Linked DNA regions of Mus musculus: region 1 is linked to region 2. A link is a contact called in public Micro-C data. All regions are on one chromosome and are shown on one strand. Each heading gives the region's core, a stretch centred on a gene start, on an enhancer-like site or on the middle of the called end of the contact. The rest is flanking DNA. Distances are from core to core; before and after follow the strand shown.

Region 1 (2,700 bases), core at 19-2,518, about 20 Mb after region 2:
TTCTATTTTTTTTCTCCCCATTGAAAAGGCAGAATTGGGAGGACAGGCCCTATGTCTCAACAACGCCCCCCAGAGCGGAGCAGAGGTCATACAAGTGTCAGAGTGATCCACTCGCTCCTAGGAGCAGTAGCACGCCTGCCTTTGCCACCCACACAGGAAGCCACCTTATAGTATCATCTGGCTCTAACCTGTTGTTGGTACCCATCCCCTTCCGCACCAGAAGCCCCCCAAATTACGTCAAGGCGTGAAGCCTCACTGTGTCTCAGGGAAAATGGGTGTGTCAAGTGAGTGCGTTTATTTTATTTTATTTTATTTTATTTTTTTTTAATGCTCATCAATTGCTCTCCGACCAATTTCCCCTTCTAGGGGACGTCTCTGTGAACTCCTAATGTTTCCCAAACAGTCATAGACACGTTTCTCTAGAACTCAGGCACACTCTCTCACAACGTGCCTCCTGTCTGGCACACGTACGTGACCCCTTCCTTTTCCTAATTAGACTAAGGTGTTTTAAAACCCGTTTTCTAGTTGATACGGCCCCAAAGAGGCTTTGCCGAGACATGGCCGGCAGCACCACCAGGCTGCCTTCTCCGGGATTCTGACTCTCACTAATTCAAGGCTCCGGTCGCCCGCCCGTGAGACCCCGGCTGAGACGGGCGGGACGCGTATGGAGGACTCGGGCGGGAGCAGTAGTCGGGGTGCCCCCCCCCCCCCCCGCCATGGGCCCCCAGCACTCGGGCCCCTAATGAGCTGCTGAAAGGGAGCGGGCTCCGGTGCGCGTGGCTCGCAGGCCTCCCGGAGTCCCGGGAACACTGATTGGCCAGCTGCGCCTCGCGACCTCCTTTCATTAATAAATTAGCGGCACGCTCCAGCCGAGCGCGAGCCACCAATCACAATAGACAGCGGCGGCGACAACAGCCGCAGCTTGAGCCACTGCCGCCGCCGCGGCTTCGGTAGCTTGGGCTGCAGCCTGGAGCGCCAACAGGAGCTTTAGAACCATTTTATGCTGATTAGATAAAGGGGGGACGGAGGGGCGGGGGTGATGGAGGAGGAGGATGGATGGCCAGGCCAGGGGAGGGGGAGAGGGACTAAAGAAAGGGAAAGAAATGAATGATGATAATACGATGAAAAGAATAAGCTGGGGAGGGAGAGCGGGGGACCAGGACAGGCGGAGGAGGAGAGGGCGGGGGAAGGGTAGGTGAGGAGGGGGCCCCGGGGCAGATCTGATTGTTTTCTTGGTGGTATATAAGGGGTTTTAAGGAGAGTCGTGTGCCAGACACGCAGCCACTGAACCACAAGCAGCTCGGCTTTAACTGGAGTGCCTTGGAGTCGCGTGCCAGCAGCCACACGGCCAGGGACTGACTGACAGACAACCACGCACGAGAACGACAACACACGAGACTCGGGCGAGCTGCCGCGGTCGTCCGGGCTCTTGGCAAAGTCGCCCAGCCGAGAGGCCCCCCCGCGGAGGTGCGCCTAGGAAGCGCCAAGCCCGCGGCGCGGAGGACACCGTGCTCGGTTCCGGGCTGCGGGGACATTCCCGGACACACACCGGAGCAGCAGCTGCGCCGCGACACATCTGGAGCCGCGTAGGTAAGTGTGCATGCCGCGGCTCTCCACTTCGCAGGCAGTGTCCCCACGCAGGCTCACGCCGCCCACGCTAACTCCATCGCTCTAGACGCAGTGACTTCTGTGACCGGCAGAAGGTGGCTCGAGCCCGGGGCGCTCCTCCCCAGCTCTGTCCTCGCCATCTTCGCGAATGCACATTGAGGGAGATGGAGGGGGGGGGGGCGGGGCGCGGCGCCAGCGACACTTTACCCTGTCCATTCTGGGAATAAATTTCATCTGCCTCTTCTTTCTCAGGATGTTCGTCAAATCTGAGACTCTGGAGTTGAAGGAGGAAGAGGAGGTACTGATGCTGCTGGGCTCGGCTTCCCCGGCCTCGGCGACCCTGACCCCGATGTCCTCCAGCGCGGACGAGGAGGAGGACGAGGAGCTGCGCCGGCCGGGCTCCGCGCGTGGGCAGCGTGGAGCGGAAGCCGGGCAGGGGGTGCAGGGCAGTCCGGCGTCGGGTGCCGGGGGTTGCCGGCCAGGGCGGCTGCTGGGCCTGATGCACGAGTGCAAGCGTCGCCCGTCGCGCTCACGGGCCGTCTCCCGAGGTGCCAAGACGGCGGAGACGGTGCAGCGCATCAAGAAGACCCGCAGGCTCAAGGCCAACAACCGCGAGCGCAACCGCATGCACAACCTAAACGCCGCGCTGGACGCGCTGCGCGAGGTGCTGCCCACCTTCCCCGAGGATGCCAAGCTCACGAAGATCGAGACGCTGCGCTTCGCCCACAATTACATCTGGGCGCTCACCGAGACTCTGCGCCTGGCGGACCACTGCGCCGGCGCCGGTGGCCTCCAGGGGGCGCTCTTCACGGAGGCGGTGCTCCTGAGCCCGGGAGCTGCGCTCGGCGCCAGCGGGGACAGCCCTTCTCCACCTTCCTCCTGGAGCTGCACCAACAGCCCGGCGTCATCCTCCAACTCCACGTCCCCATACAGCTGCACTTTATCGCCCGCTAGCCCCGGGTCAGACGTGGACTACTGGCAGCCCCCACCTCCGGAGAAGCATCGTTATGCGCCTCACCTGCCCCTCGCCAGGGACTGTATCTAGAGCTGCGGGTCTCCCTCTCTCGTCCTCTACCCGGCCCTCTTCCCATC
Region 2 (2,700 bases), core at 29-2,528:
GGGGCCCTAATGGCCATAATGCCTCCAATGTGGTGTTTAAGCCAATAAGGCTTCAGAAAAGTTACGGTATGTTTAATAATGGCTTAATGACTCCTTGTGAGATGCAAGGCTTCTGGTTCCTGTTTGGCCTTGATTTACAGCCCAACTCTGGCTGAGGACAGCCAAGAAACCTCCTCTAAGCCTCCAACGGAAGAGGGAGGTGTTCACACCAGGCCTCTTAGATTCCTTTTAAAAATGAGAATTCAAATAGAATACAAATGATGTTTGACTCCCTGCCCCTCTCGCTAATCTCCAGGGGTCCTAAAAATATAAATGTTTTAACCCGGACCTAAGGGATCTTTAAGCTCGGGTCCAAAGGACCTCTGGTATTTCTTCCCAGATCTTAGGCACAGTAAGGATTATTCAGTTTCAGAAAGGCTAAGCTATACCCTAATCCTAGGCTTCCTTTGGGTCGAGGAGACTCACCTTTGGGAGATGCAATCCTACCCTCGCTATGTCTAAAATAGCAAGCCTGAAGCAGTTAATTTGCAGTGGATCTGAGTGACATTCAGTTTATGCTGCTCAGAAGGACAATGACCCTTCTGCTCTTCCATAGCTGACCCAAAAAGCTACCTGGGCAGACCACTGTGAAACCTAGAGATCTCTCTGTCTGTTTTGGCCTGCCTGGGCTTTGGAACTCACCACCAAATGTAGATGGACCACAGTCAGCTGAAAACGCTAAGTGAGAGGTTCAAATCACAGATAATCAATGACAGTATTGAGGCCCAAGCTCCCAAGCCCCCTGCTGTTTCCACAGCATCCAGTCTCTAGGATGTCCAGGCAAAACAAGTGTCTAAGGGAGATGCCCTTGCTTTTTTCCAGCTACCAGCAAAAATAAACCGAGCAAGGTGAAGGGGAAACTCTACCACAGTAGAGGCCTCTCTTCTCAGACTGATGTCAGATCAGGCCTCAAAGAGAATGTTGGAGGAGGGATGGGGGAGGGTGCGGGGGTGGGGAGGATGTCTGCCCTCACCGTTTCACCTCCCCAGGGCCAAGAGCCACTAAGATGGATATCAGGACTTGAGGGTGCAGCTCAGAGCCAAGGACTCACCCGACTGCTAGACAAAAGGGATCCTGCCCTCGAAAGGAAGCAGCTTCCCTCTCTTCTCTTCCAACTGCTTGTGATACCAGACTCGGGGTGAATGGGGTGGGGTGGGGGTGTTCCTGGGCTCCGAGGGGTTAACCCGCACGGGGCCGCACGTGACGTGGATGGTTCCAGCATTAAGTCAGAGGCGCGGCCCCCTCTCCTGCCCCCCACCCCCCGCGGCGCGCGCCGCTCCCGGGGGCTCCGCGCCCCCGAGCCCAGGTCCCTCCCCCTTGGCTCACAGGCCGCGCGGGTTAGCGGGAGCCCCGGAGCTCCGGCGGCCTGTGAGCCCGAGCCGGCATGGACCCCGAGCGCTGCGCGCCTTTCTCCGTGGGGCCGGCGGCCGGTCCTTACGCGGCCGCGGGGGACGAGGCTCCGGGTCCCCAGGGGACTCCCGATGCTGCGCCTCACCTGCACCCCGCGCCACCCCGCGGTCCGCGCCTGAGCCGCTTCCCGGCCTGTGGGCCCCTGGAACCCTACCTCCCAGAGCCCGCCAAGCCGCCCGCCAAGTACCTGCAGGACCTCGGGCCAGGCCCGGTGCTCAACGGCGGCCACTTCTACGAGGGCTCCGCGGAAGGTAACACGCCGGGGGTCGGGGGTGGTGGTGGAACCCCATGTCGTTCTTATCCCCAGCCCTTCCTGGTCTCCCCGACTCTCCCGCTTTCTTGCTTCTTAACTTTGGGTACGTCTCGCATTTTCCACGATTCCCTCGCTAGATCGCTGCTGGCCTGGCCGGACAAGGCCAGGGCATTGGGGACCGCAGAATCGCCTGTGTCCCCGGCCGGCAGAGGCAATGGGAGGCGGGAGGTCAAAGGAGGGTGGAGTAGGGACGATCTTGGGCCCATTCCGACCCCCAAGGTGATTGAACCTGGGAGGAGAGATCGCGCTCATCCGGAGCCGAGCCTCTCTGCCACCGACCCAGAAGAGGGGACTGGGTGGAGGGCCCCGGAGCCTAACTGGGCCCCAAAGCTGGGAGAGAAGAGTTCTGCTTTTGTGCATGGCGCCCGCTGAGGGCGTAGAGGCTGGGCCTCGACTTAGTGGCCAAACTGGACTCAGCGAGGGAAAGGCTGTGTCCTGGACTTACCCAGCTCTCATCCTCGGGCCCAGCCTCTGCAGGAAAAGGTTTTCTGATGCCGTTAAGTCGCTCCGCAGAGTGGCGGTGGCTGCTCCCCCTCAGAACTGGGACTGTCTTCAAGATCAAATAACTATGTTCTTGTTTCTCAGATTAACTTGGCCTCCCCGTCGCCACGGGGATGGCTACCCTTCTTGCAGTTGGCATCTCGGCACCGAATCATCACCGCTGAGCCGTCGGAAGCGGTCCCGAACTATCCTAAATCCCAGGGCGCATCCCACTCCGGGGACCGTGCCCTGTGTGCTAAGGCGGGTCGGACCGTACCATTATCTGAGAATGCGCCTGAGTGGCAGGGCCTGCCAAGACTCTTTTGCCGCCCACTGTACTCGCTGACCCACGAGTGGCTCAGCACCCACGCCCACCCCTCGTATGCAGCCACATTTCGTAGCCTAGACCCAAAACTAGATCCCGGGAGATCCGCCAATGCGGCAATCGCCTGCTCCTC

The links. A called contact is a pair of places that touch in the nucleus more often than the background predicts.
Region 1: a Micro-C map of embryonic stem cells shows a contact between it and region 2, with 8 times the contacts expected there. The contact joins the promoter of Neurog2 here to the promoter of Alx3 in region 2. A contact is called at or near these places in 2 of 39 promoter capture datasets (cranial neural crest and second pharyngeal arch cranial neural crest) and 1 of 484 Hi-C or Micro-C datasets (embryonic stem cells).

Annotation. Positions count from the first base shown.
Region 1 is chr3:127,631,868-127,634,567 of GRCm38.p6, forward strand. It overlaps Neurog2 (neurogenin 2), which reads left to right and starts at 1,269. Exons shown (of 2, transcript NM_009718.3): 1 at 1,269-1,590; 2 at 1,861-2,700. The coding sequence starts at 1,862. The coding sequence ends at 2,653.
Region 2 is chr3:107,593,753-107,596,452 of GRCm38.p6, forward strand. It overlaps Alx3 (aristaless-like homeobox 3), which reads left to right and starts at 1,279. Exons shown (of 4, transcript NM_007441.3): 1 at 1,279-1,700. The coding sequence starts at 1,424.